2 separate regions of the Sus scrofa genome follow, and region 2 is linked to region 1. The links are chromatin contacts, called in public Hi-C maps. All regions are on one chromosome and are shown on one strand. Each heading gives the region's core, a stretch centred on a gene start, on an enhancer-like site or on the middle of the called end of the contact. The rest is flanking DNA. Distances are from core to core; before and after follow the strand shown. Region 1 holds the start of MPC2 (mitochondrial pyruvate carrier 2). Region 2 holds the start of MPZL1 (myelin protein zero-like protein 1).

Region 1 (6,306 bases), core at 499-2,998:
ACTTCCAAAAGCTGCTTCAGTCAGATATATGACTTAGACAGCTTTCCTAATGACACCAACTGCAGAGATAGATTTAGATAGTAGGAAAAATGGGCCGCTTTGGAGTTGTACTCAGTCTTTCCATTTATAATACATTTTCTCCTTTGCTAAGTCTGAGGCTCAAAAGTGAATTCAGAATATATCTGGTTTTAGTTCCCAGCCAAGTAAGTATTATTACTAACCATTTTATAGACAATGTAACAGAATTCTGGACCTTAAATTGAGTTGGAGGAATTAGGAATCTTCCAGTTTCTTATAGAATTATTTTTTTTCAACCACAAGAACATTGTTTTCCAATAGGTTAAAGAGGGGGCTAGTATTTATGGAGAATTTATAAAGAAACAGACACATATGCTATCTTTAACTCTCACATCGATCAGATTTTACAGAAGTTAAGATAAAAGATTTCGCCCAAGGTCACACCTATAGTAAGCAAGCTGAGCAGAATTAAATCCAGGTCCGTCCGCACAAAAAGGTCTAGGGAGAGCTGGTTTAGTAGTAATTTAATAAATAAGGTTAACTTTAAAAAAACTAGGCCTATGGGACAAGGAATGACACTGACTCAGAAACCCGGGTAACACATCTGCAGGCCTGTCAGCTGGAGTTTGAGGAAGTACGACCTTTACTCTAAATCCGCCGGTGCGGTACGACAGCTCTTCTCCGCGTGGGTCAATATACCACTACTCTTGGAGGAAAAGAGGAAATGAGGTTTCCTAATGGCCCAAGACCCTTTCCTGGCCGCAGAAACGGAGAAGGATGAAACCCAGAGGCCTGGTCCGGGTGTGAATGGTGCCTAAGGGATGAGGTGCAACCAAGGTCGCAAAGGGCGCTTGCTTGAAAACTAGGAGTTGATGAAAGATGCTGGAAAAGAAAACGTGAAATGCAAGAAAGAGTACACGGTTTCACTTAAAGGGAAGGGGATGGGGCTGTGGGTGACGCCTCCAGCGGCAGAGTTGTCAGCGGGCCTCTAAACGTCTCTTAGAGGGACGGGGAGGGAAGGACTCGGTGAGAGCCACTCTGGGTTCATTACCTGCTGGGTGGTTGTACAACGGCCTCAATTTTTCAGGCAGTAGGAGCTCCACTTTATCGAGAACCCGGTGGTAGGTGGCTCGCAGGCCCCGGGCGCCGGCGGCTGACATTTCTGCGGACGAGTGATCGTGGGCAGTCGGAGTGAGGGGAGAGTGGCCGCGTGCTCGTCCCTGGCTGACAATGAAGGGCACCTCGTCACTCTCCCCTGCCTCAACGCCTCTCGCCCTCCTCTTCCTCCGGGTGCCCTTCCCGTAGCTCTGCCTGACCTCTTTCCAACTACCCGCGGGCCCGCACCCAGAGAAGGTGGACGGGGCGGAGACACTGCGATGGCCCGCCCCCAGCCCGCCTACTGGCCTCCCACCGCCTAAGAGGAGGAGGGGTCATGGAAACAGGTGGCAAAAGGATTGCCTCACCGAATCAACCTCGCGTCCTACCTGTAGTGCGCTTGCGCAACTAGAACTGTCCGCGGTGATTGGCCAGCCCCGAGGCGCGGGCGGGGTCCAGAGCAAACCTCCAATTTCTCCTTGCTGCCCTGGAGGCCATGTTGGAGAAGGGAAAGTGAAGCTGCACCGCTTCTGATCCCCTTTCACTTTGGTTAAGGAGGCCCCTAGTTAAAATGGGCTTTTCGGGCCTTCCCGTGCCCCGACTAAAGATGACGCCGCACAATTCTCTTGCTTCCTTTGGAATGAGACTCGTGAGCGAAAAACTTCTGATTTCAACTCCTTCTCCCTCTAGTCCTCATTTATCCAAAAAGCATAAAGGATTTGGCTAGAGTGGTCTGAACCCATTTTTCTAGGGTAAGGGCAGCGTTGGCGCACACCTGCCTCAGTCCCCAAGGTGGTCGTTATCTCGCGAGAAGGCTTGGAAGGGAGGGTGTAGAGAACGAGGAGAGGGAGGAGTCGAGGCCGCTTCCGCCTCCTCGGTCTCCTCCTGTTGGAGGGGGGCCGAGGGAGGGGACTGTTGCTGATCTCTGGATGTTCTGGGTAGTCTGAGAGGGAGAGTATGAGGCGAGCTCTGGCCCGGGTGCGGCCAGGCTTCGGGGGCGAAGGCGCGCGGGTCGATCCTGCCGCCGCCATCTAACTCGCTGCGCCCGCGAGGCTCGGCGCGCGGATGGTGCCGGTGCGGCTGGGGTGTTGAGCCGCGTGTCCCCTCCCCTTCCTCCCCTCCCCCACGCGGTGGTCTCCCCTCCTCCCCCGGCCCGGCAGAGCCATGTCTCGGGGTGGTTCCTGCCCACACCTGTTGTGGGACGTGAGGAAAAGGTCTCTCGGGCTGGAGGACCCCTCCCGGCTGCGGAGCCGCTACCTGGGTGAGCAGGGGCCCCGGGGCGGAGGCGCTGAGGTCGCCGCCCAGAGGTGGGGGAGGGGGCCGCGCCGCGGGGGCTGTTGGAGGTGGGATAGCGCCTGGTAGGGGTCCCCCGGAGACTCAGGGATGCTGGGTGGACCTCGGCCGTCGGATTCTGCGCCCGTGTCCTCCCACGGCCAAGCCTCCCCTTTGCATGCTGCCAGCCGCCGCCCTTGCTGGGTTTTCCTCGGGGGGTCGGACCGGGGGCAGACAGTAGTGGCTAAGGTTGGTGTTAGGGTGGCTTCTGGAGTGGGACTCGGGAGAAGACTTGTCGAACCTCCCGGTGCTGCAGCGTTTAGAGCAAAAGTTGGCGCTTTAGCTCTTCTCCAGCGCTGTCCTCGCTCCGCCGAAGGACCTAAGTTTGTGTTGACCGCCGCTCCCCTACAGTCTCGGGAGGGCTTAGGTGTCGCCAGTGATGCGTTGACCACCCTCGGGGACTTTACGCTCCAAACAGACTCTATGTAAACTGTCCTGCGGCTCCGAGCCAAACCTAAAAGTGATAGCTGAGCTCTCCCCACCCCCGCGCGCATTCCCAGTTGGACTCTGGTGTTCAGTCGTTTTGACCGCTTTAAGGAGGTGTAGGATTTCACGTTCCCATTCCCCCCCTGTGAAACACACTTGGCATTTACTGTTTCTTAGTTAAGCTTTCTAAAAACAACCTTGATACTTGAGGGAACAGTATTACACTTTTTTTTCGTTTTGGGGAAAGTGGATTTGTGAGGATTCTGGGTCACGCCTGAGCTAAAAGTGGACGGATTTAGTAATTTATTTTATTTCTTCCTCTGCAAATCTTTTCATTACTCTTTTAATTTTTCTTTGAATTTGAAAATGACAGCATTAATTTTTTTCCAATTCTGTCGCTTTTTGCTAGGTATTTTTTGATGTTATTTGGTTTTGCCTTAGAATCAAAAGAAAATGACATCTCATTACGCCTAACAGTTCTGGTTTGTGAATTATTTGAGAAAAGTTAGCAAGCATTTTTTTCCCTTGCTCTTGTTTTTTGGTGTCTCAAGTGACATGAATATGTTCTCCTTGTAAAAACTTAGTAAGAATGAAGCAAAAATCCTTATTATTCCTCCCATTCCAATTTCACACACACACACCCCCTTAGAGAAGTAACAGTGTTGTTTCCTGAATAGTCTTCCAGACCTTTTCCTTTGAATTAACAAGCACATGTGTACATGTTGGAATTCTTTCCATGTCAGTAAAAATAGATCTATTCAGCTTTTTAAACTATTGCATAATATTTAACAGTATGAAGGTGTCATGGTAGACTCAGCCCCCCCCATCACCCCAACAGCACTACAGTGGGAATATCCTGGTACAAGCTTTTTGTGCATTTGTTCTAGGATAAGTACCTGGAGTGGTGATTAATCATTTTAAAATTAAATATCGGTAAAGAGTGCTTTTAAAATCATTAACCTAAAAAGATGTGCAGTATTTCTTTTAATATTTACTTGCAGAGAAAGAACTTTAACACTGTCCTGCATGAATGAATTTACATTTGATCCTTTATCTCAATTAGTTGGAGCATTTAAATAAGTAGTACTTATATGCAGGTTTATATATTAATGCTTCGTCTGGTTCAGTTCAGCTGTATCTGTGATAGAGTCAAAATATAATAAAACTATATGTTTTCTTTTTCTCTTCCTCTTTTAGCTCCCTAATGAGAGTGGCGTTTGTGTCTTGGGTGGAGGGGGAATTGAGTAAGATTCCACTGTTTATTGTTGAAAGTCTAAATTACAGATTTTCAAATATATGTATATTCATACAGAGAATTCCATGTTATATAATATTTTAAATGTGTTAGTAATATATACATTATAATTAGCACATTCTTGGAGCAGCTTCCTTAAAAGTGGTTTTTTAAGTATTTGAAAATAGCTTGTAATTTCTTGGCCTTAGGAGACCATCTTTACACCTTGCATTTATCCAACTCTTCCACACTCACAGTGCTAATTTTGGCTTACCATCCAGGAAACAGAAAAATCCATATTGATAGTGGCTGAATTAATGAGATGTTTAAAAAAATGATATTTCGAAGTACATTTATAAGGTCTTCTTTTTAAAAAGTCCAAGTCCAAGAGTTTTAAAAAGTAAATATATTTCTTTTTTGGAGACTTCAGTATTTAAATATTTTGATTGTTTATCTAGAGTGGTGTAGATGAAATATTTTTCTAATTTCCATTTTTTGTATTTCTGGTAATGAATTACTTCTAAATAACAGTAAAATTGGGATGGAAGGAATTGACAGATTTTTCTTTTCCTTTTTTGTGTGGCTTTTTGTCCTTTTTTAGGGCTGCACCCGCGGCACATGGAGGTTCCCAGGCTAGGGGTCTAATCTGAGCTGTAGCCACCGGCCTATGCTACGGCCACAGCAGTGCCAGATCCTAGCCTCGTCTGCGACTCCACAGCTCCGGCAACGCTGGATCCATAGCCCACTGAGCAAGGCCAGGGATTGAACCCGCAACCTCATGGTTCCTAGTCGGATTCGTTAACCACTGAGCCACAACAGGAACTCCTACAGGGTTTCCTTATAACAGACACATTTCAAGTTAACCATAGCATGTGTCTTTTCAATAGTAGTATTCAAGCTTTACAGGTGATTTCTCTTTTGTAATTAAGAAAAAATTTTTACAGGTAGTTTTATTTAAATGTCATTAATTGCTTTTTTTCCTCCAATCAAAGAAAATTACAGTTCACAAAATATCCTTTTATATTGTGGGAATGAAAAAATAAAAGGAGTTCCGTCGTGGTTCAGTGGTAAGAACCCAACCGGTACGTGGGTTTGATCCCTGGCCTTGCTCAGTGGGTCAAGGATCTGGCATTGCCGTGGCTGTGACGTAGGCCACCTGTATCCCTGATTTGAGGCCTAGCCTGGGAACTTCCCTATGCTGTGGGTGTGGCCCTAAAAAGACCAAAAAAAAAAAAAAAAAAAAAAAAGTTGGAATGAAGATAATCAATTTGTCCTATGTTATTTCGGCAAAGTATATATATGTTTACTTATAATCCCCAAATTCACAAGATGCACCTGAACCAGTAGAGTGTTGTTTTGTCTAGCACTGATTCAGAGGCCATTCCAGGGATTGACGTATTTATGAGTCTGATCTAAATTTCAATGGAGAATTAATTTTTCTAAAGACTAATTGTCAAAGTCCAGAGTCAGAGACACCTGTAGGTCTCAGAGTTTCTCAAACTACCATATGCTAGCTATAGAATAGTGTTTTCGGAACTCAGTGCTTGTTATAGTAATAATTTATTAGCCACACATATTTCATTACAGTTTTATAGAGGTAAACATTGCTTATAAAAGAAACTAACGTTTCTGTACATTTCTTCTATCCATTCCTATTTCTTTCATTTTAATTGGACTTGTCTACAATTTGAATTGATACTTTCTAACCTTTATAAATTAAAGACAGTTTTTAAAACAAGCAATTTAAGGGAAATTTTCAAGGGAGCTGTTTGCTCTAATGTATTATGTGTTTAATATAAAGTGTTTGAACTGTGACTAGGCAATGTCTTGGTCAGCTTGGGATGCTATAACAAAACACCATAACCTGGGTGTCTTATAAACAGCAGAAATTTATTTTTCAGTTTTGGAAAGCTGAGATAAGGGTGTTCACATGAGTAGGTTCTGAGTCAGGTGAGAGGGCCTGCTTCCTGGTTCATAGCCATCTTTTCACTGTAACCTCACAGGCAAAAGGGGTGAGCTAATTCTCTGGGGTCTCTTTTATAAGGGTACTAATCTAAGCCTAATCACTTCCCAGGGATCCCACTGCCTAATACCTTGGGGGTTAGGATTTCAACAGAGGAATTTGTCAGGGTTGGGGGTGGCAGGGCAGGAACATTCAGACTATACCACAAAGCCAGTGACAACTTTATACTGGAGATTGA
Region 2 (6,662 bases), core at 2,885-5,384, 240 kb before region 1:
CACTGGAATTTACCGCAGTTATCATTTTATGGTTTCTTCTTTCTTCCTCCTCCTTCTCTCTAGTCATTGAAAGTATTCATTTTTTCCACTGCCGGTGCCACCAGAATATCTCATTTGCTCTCCCAACAATGATACAGGAAGACTGAGGGTAACAAAACTTAGGCTCTCCATTGCCCAACTCAGAGTGAGAAATGCCTCTATCATGGTAGGAGGATTGTCTGCGATGCCTCTTCCGAGGCACTTCCTTCCCTCATAGGTGAAGCAGAAGTAGTACTTAGGTGGTTGCAGGGCACAGGGAGATTGAGAACCTTGAGGAGTATTTTATCCCCGCCACAGGAAATGAAGCAGCCTGGTGACATACCTTCTCCTATACAATGAGCCATAAAGACCCCATCACTCATATTCCCCAATTTGGTGCCTCTGTGCCCAGGGACCCCAGAGACACTAGAACTCTATCAGATTTTCAAAAATGTCCTAGCAAAAATGCCACACTTTTCCTGGACGAAGATATTTTCTCTGTAGAAATGTTCAAGAAACTAATTTAGCTCCAGGTAAATCTTTCTCAGCATGGCCTGGGATTCATCTTGGACTCGATCTGGTAGTCATTCAATCTCAGTGTTCCTGAAATGGCTTGTTATCACCACCTGCAGATCACACAGCATTCCAATTTTCCCCTGGCCACAGATCTTAAAAGACAAGGCAGGAGAGAATGCCAGGAGAGTACAGGAGATGGAAGAGAATTCTACCACAATCACAAAGATGTTTGAAATTTTGGTTCCTGTCATTCTCTTCTAACTTCTCCCATTAATTCCAGGTCTAGAAGATTCTCCCCATATATATTTGCCAAAACTAGCTGCTCCTGGGTGCCTCTTACCTGGTCTCTACTGAGAGAAAATTTAAAGCCTTGAGATGTTCGCAAGGCAACCCCGCTCCTCACTAGTGCGTTTATTGTCCATTGTCCATCTCACGAAGCAGGAAGTCTGTGAGGCTGATGGATCTGCACATAGATCCTACTTAGCTGATGGATAATCATTATCAGAGAGGACTCTGCACGTGATTTTCCTTCTTATTGACTCTGTGGGGAAAATTCTCCCTAAGGAGACCATTCCTTTCCAAGGCAGCAGCCCATCAAAACGGACCTTCCCACCTGATTGTGATTCATTTGATTCTGGTTGTATTGTCTGGACTGAGTGAGCTAGAAATAGCTTCCAGGGAGGTATCTGAAGAAGAGGAGGTTTGTTGAGTAAGACCCTCAGGCTCACAGTAGTGGCTGAAATCCAGAGGGTTTTTTGTTTGTTTGTTTTCCATTTTCTATCTCTACAGAAGGATCAGAAACTACAATGTGGAGATCCTGTTGTGACTCAGTGGTTAATGAATCCGACTAGGAACCATGAGGTTGTGGGTTTGATCCCCGGCCTCACTCAGTGGATTAAGGATCTGGCGTTGCCGTGAGCTATGGTGTAGGTCACAGACACGGCTTGGATCTGGCGTTGCTGTGGCTGTGGTGTCAGCCGGCAGCTCCAGCTCCAATTAGACCCCTAGCCTGGGAACCTCCATATGCCACGGGTGCAGGCCTAGAAAAGGCAAAAAGGCAAAAAAAAAAAAAAAAAAAAAAGAAAGAAACCACAATGTAAGGACTATGCTAAAGCAAAGTGGCATTTTTTTTCCTTTGTAACTTATCTAGATTAACTTAATAAACCATTCATGTGTTCATTCAACAAATATTTTATTAATAATGGTCTGATATTGTTTAGTGTGGTAACACTTTGCCACCATGGCAGGCCTTCAACTTCACATTAGCCCTTCTCTTCTTCCCTGGGCTCCAGGCCTAGGTATCCAACTGCCTTCTGATTGACCATCTGGGTCTTCTCAGCACCTGAAGCTGTGTTCAGGGCCCTGCTTATTAGCTTTCCTCCCAGACCAGGTTCTCTTTCTGGGTTTTTAGTCTTGGTTAACTGCCAGCATCATTCTCCACTCTGGCTAGAAAGTGGAGGTCACATCTGTCTTTGCTTAAACTTCCCATCCAATTTATACCCAGTCTTGTCATTCTGAATGGTTTTTCCAATAGTCCGCTCCATCATCACTATCAATAACTTATTTTGTACTCTCCTCACTCTTGCCTTGTCTGTTGCAGGGGTCACCCTTTTAATACATGGGTCTGAATTTGTCACCTCCCTGTCATCACTACACACTGCCTACAGAATAAAGACAATCCAAGGCTCTTTAAAATATAACCACAGCCTGCTTTTCCAGTGTTCTCTCCTACCCTAAAACCCCTGAAGTCCCAAATCACACAAGCTTAATCCACTATTCCTTTACACCTAGTACTTCTTTCTTGTGTCTGAGTTGACTTTTCCTGTTTCCCTCTGGTGAAACTTTATTCACCCATTAAAATCCACCTCAAATGCTACATCCTCTGTGCATCTTTTCCAGACACCTCATGGGCCAGTGGTTCTCAGAAGAGAGAATATGTGTGTTGAGATACATCACAGTCAGTGGAGAAGCTTTTCACATTACATGTGTTTTTGAGAACCTCATTGTCCCTGCTGGCCTTAGGTCTCTCCTTTATTTGATCTCATAGAGCATGAAAAAAAATCTCATTACGTACTTGCTTGCTACACTGACTAGTAGACTGTGCTTCTTCAGAGTAAAGTCTAGGTATTGTACATCTACAGCACATAGTAGTTGCTCACTTAATGCACTTTTTTTTTTCTTTTTGTCCTTTGAGGGCCTCATATGGAGGTTCCCAGGCTAGGGGTCAAATCGGAGCTACAGCTGCAGGCTTACACCACAGCCACAGCCACAGCCACATGAGATCCAAGCCATGTCTGCAACCTATACCACTGCTCACTGCAACGCAGAATCCTTAACCTACTAAGTGAGGCCAGGGATCAAACCTGAGTCCTCGTGGATGCTAATCAGATTCATTTCTGCTGAGCCACGATGGGAACTTCCTTAATGCACTTGTATATTAGTATTCTTTCCAACCTATGGCATTCCAGAAACACTTCATAAGGTCATGCTGAGTGAGAAATAGATTGAAATGGTCCCTCTCTCTCTTTGTAGTTTTCAGTTTTCTCTCACTAGTGCTAAAGTAATTATTATGAGTTTGTGGTACTGCAAGGCTAGCAGGCTAAAACAGCAACAAATCAGGAGAGGTGTTACTAAGATTGACTTTAGACAAAATCCTGAAATGAGAGGCTGCATTTAGGTCCTCTCACCACGCTCTTCCCCCACTCTCTCCTAACTGCCTAGTACTTGTTTTCCTCACTCACACTATTGGCCTCCTATCTGGGTTTTTCCTTTTCTTCCTTCACCATCATCTTTCTTGTGCTCTTGTCTCATTTCTCTCTTTCATGGGCTACTCTCAGAAGGACCCTTCCAAACACTTTATTTACTGGGCAACCAATAAGTTGCAGACATTGTCCTGGGCCAAGATAACCAAGTGGAGCCGGCTCAGGCAAGGCACTTCCGAGTCAGGGTGGAGAACTAACCAATTTTTTATTGATAAATTAAGGGACATTTTGTTGATAAAAGCAAAACAAACAAACCCCCCATTCATTTGTGCTCTAGGTTGCAGGAAAGTGTTCTCAGTTCCTGACCCTTCTTAAACCAAAAGGAGGGCCTCCTAAGAAGGGAGTCAGACAAGATGGAGACTTCTTTTTAAGCTAGTAGATTTTTCAAATTGCAACACATAAATTATCTGGTCCAGGCAAAGGACACGCCTCGGGAAGCAGGGCAAGCGGGGAAACGAGTTCTATCTGGAAGTCTGAATCAGAAGTCTCTCCCCATTGTACCCTAATCCTTCTTTTCTTTTTCTTTTTCTTTTTTTAATTTAGTAAATGAACTGCTTCTTTAGGTGAGGCTCAGAGAAACGGAGAAGAGCTGAAACAGGCGAGGACAGATAATGAGATCTGGGGGGTTGGACCCTTAGAGAGGCAGAGGAGAAAGGCAGGCGGCAGCCACGCAGGCAGGCAAAGGGCTTGGCGGCGGTTCCCTCGGACAGCCGAGGACCTCCAGCGCCTGGATAAGGAGCCAGGGTGGGACTGAGGGGGGCGGGGCTACACCTGGGGGAGGGGTGATGGACAGTAAGTGCCTTCCAATCCCGTCCTTCAAAGGGCGCGGGGCAGGCCAATGAGCAGGCAGCTGGAGCCGAGGCCGCGGCGGAGGGCTGGCTGGCTGCGCCTGGGGCCGCGAGCGGGGAGCGCGGCGTGGAGGTGCCAGCGGACGCGGGTGGCGGCGAGTCAGGCTCCTTCAGCCCCGAGCAGAGCTAACCACAGTGGGGACCGGGGCCCGGGGGTGCGGCGGCTGCGGCTGCAGCGAGAGGACGATGGCAGCGCCCGCCGGGGCCAGGGCACTGATTGCAGCCCCAGACCGCGGGCGCTGGCTGTGGTCGGTGCTGGTGGCGGCGCTCGGACTCCGTGAGTGTTGCGGTGGCGGCGGGGGCTTGGGGCAGGGTGGCGGGCCCTGAGCTTGAGGGGCGCTGAGGTGGGGAGGGGGCGCGGCCTACGCGCTCTGGGGCTGGGGGAACCGAGCCGGCGGGCGGGGACCGCGGGCCCCGCTACGGGCAGAGGAGGCGCGGAGCTTCTTTCTTCTTCCTCGGTCCCTGCGTGAGGAGGAAGGGGGAAAAACTCCCTACCTTGCTCACTCCTGGGGGAATCTGTCTGGAGAGCAGGCCCGACGGGCGGCTGCATCGCACCCTCGCTGATTCGCCCACCTTCTCCGCATGGTGACTTTGGGTCGCCTGGGCCCGCCTGGAATTCCGGTTCAGGAACCCGGGCTTCTGGCGTTCTCCACCTTTGGGAGGTGGCGGAAGGTTGCAGGTTTTTCATTTGTAGGGCCTTTGTTGTTTGTTCCTCTGTTTTAAGCAATTTTTTTTTTTTTTTAACCTCGTAAAGTACCCATTTTTAAGCCTCTGAGATAGAAGAGTCCCGGAGCTTAATTTGGCTTATCTCTGGGGTCTGCAGAGCACCAAGAAGAAATTTACATTACTTTTGGGTGAGAATGCAGAGTTGGAAATACCACTGGAATGACCTGGTTTAAGAGTTCGGGCAAATCCATAATCATTCGAGACATCGTCACCATTTTTTGACAAGACATAGGACATTAAAAGGCACATTTTTCTTTTATCCAAAAAAAAAATCCTTTTTTTCCTTGCTAGATTTCGTGAGTGAGGCATAAGGTAAACCTGAGACTGGACTGATTGAATTGGATGAGTTCTTTTAGGGATATCCGCAGTCCCCCATAGGCGTTTGTGTGTGTGTTGTTCAAAGCAGAGTACTTGTTGCTGTCTGAGAATGTGGTTAAGTAATGGTTATAAAGAGGGCCAACTCCTAAGAACCCATGGAGACTTGTTCATTTCTTTTGTTTTGCAAAATGTCAGTTGCCTCACAGTATCTGAACATGAGTATACTCAGTAATTAGTTTCATGGAAAAGTCCTTAATGTAATCTTTGGAAAATATCTTTTTTTTTTTTTTTTTTAATGGCTGCACCCACAGCATATGGAAGTTCCCGGGGCAGGGACTGAATCCCAGCTGCAGCTGAGGTTGCATCTGGGGCAATGCTGGATCCTTTAACCTACTGCACCTGCGGGGGGATGGTACCTGTGCCTCTAGACACCAGGGCAGCTGCAGCTGATTCTTAATCCACTGCACCAGGTAGGAAATGCCAGGAAAAATAACATTTAATGAATGGTTCCATGAACTATAAAGTCTAATTGTAAAAGTCCCCCACCCTGTGGAGATTGATAGGTGAAGATGTACTTTGTACATATAAGACAAAATTCATTATGTATAAATGTCTCTTCTGAGGTTTGTTTTTTTTGTTTGTTTTGTTTAAATAAAAGGGATTTCCCATTGAGGCTCAGTGGAAACGAATCTGACTAGCATCCAAGAGTATTCAGGTTTGATCCCTGGCCTCAATCAGTGAGTGGGTTAAGGATCCAGCATTGCTGTGGTGTGTACGCTGCAGCCAAAAAAAAAGAGAGAGAGAGATTGTTGGAATAACATCTGCACACACCTTGGACATACTTAGCCTTTCAGTAATGAAAGATGAATGCTAATATGTGAAAGTCTGCAGCTAATGTTATTGGTTAATTTTAGAAAACTATTGAATGTTTCTTCTTGCCAGGTTATCTTTTCTTGTTCTGGATACTGTACATAACAGTTCGTGTTTTATAGACTGTCTTCTTGAGTTTGACCCAGATACAGTTATTTAGCAAACATTAAGCAGTTTTTAAGTATTAAGCACCAGAGGTATTCTATTAAGGACAGTCCCTGGCCTCACATAATTTACACATGTGGGAGAACCAATGAGATGAGCAATTGAAGTCTTTCCTTAATGGTTTGCTGTGAAAGTACTAAGGGGAGTCATCATCTCAGTTTAGGCTGCTAGAAAAAGGGATGCCTAAGCCAAGTAGGCATTGGGGGAGGAAACAGGATATGCAGAGTCATGCATGAACCTGTTAGTAGGTCATTGTGATGGGAGGTTGGAGAGTATAGGAGAGATGGTAGGGGTTGAGGCAGGAAAGCCAGTCAGAGGCACTAACTCACAAGATTTTGCTTTTTTTTTTTTTTTTTTTTGGTCTTTTTAGGGCTGTACCCATGGCATATGGAAGTTCCTAGGCTAGGGGTCCAGTTGAAGCTGTAACAGCCTACACCAC

The links. Hi-C and Micro-C count contacts between places; a contact is called where the count stands out from the background.
Region 2: a contact with region 1 is called in a Hi-C map of embryonic fibroblasts, with 1.9 times the contacts expected there. The contact joins the promoter of MPZL1 here to the promoter of MPC2 in region 1. A contact is called at or near these places in 5 of 47 Hi-C or Micro-C datasets (embryonic fibroblasts, fibroblasts, heart right ventricle and 2 more) and 1 of 2 datasets of contacts at active chromatin or transcription factors (alveolar macrophages).

Annotation. Positions count from the first base shown.
Region 1 is chr4:83,065,356-83,071,661 of Sscrofa11.1, reverse strand. It overlaps MPC2 (mitochondrial pyruvate carrier 2), which reads right to left and starts at 1,748. Exons shown (of 6, transcript XM_003355070.4): 1 at 1,503-1,748; 2 at 1,070-1,180. The coding sequence starts at 1,178. DCAF6 (DDB1- and CUL4-associated factor 6) reads left to right here and starts at 1,944. Exons shown (of 19, transcript XM_021089469.1): 1 at 1,944-2,374. The coding sequence starts at 2,278. It overlaps MIR9810 (microRNA 9810), which reads right to left and starts at 1,299; the gene lies at 1,205-1,299.
Region 2 is chr4:83,307,092-83,313,753 of Sscrofa11.1, reverse strand. MPZL1 (myelin protein zero-like protein 1) reads left to right here and starts at 4,134. Exons shown (of 6, transcript XR_002343361.1): 1 at 4,134-4,421.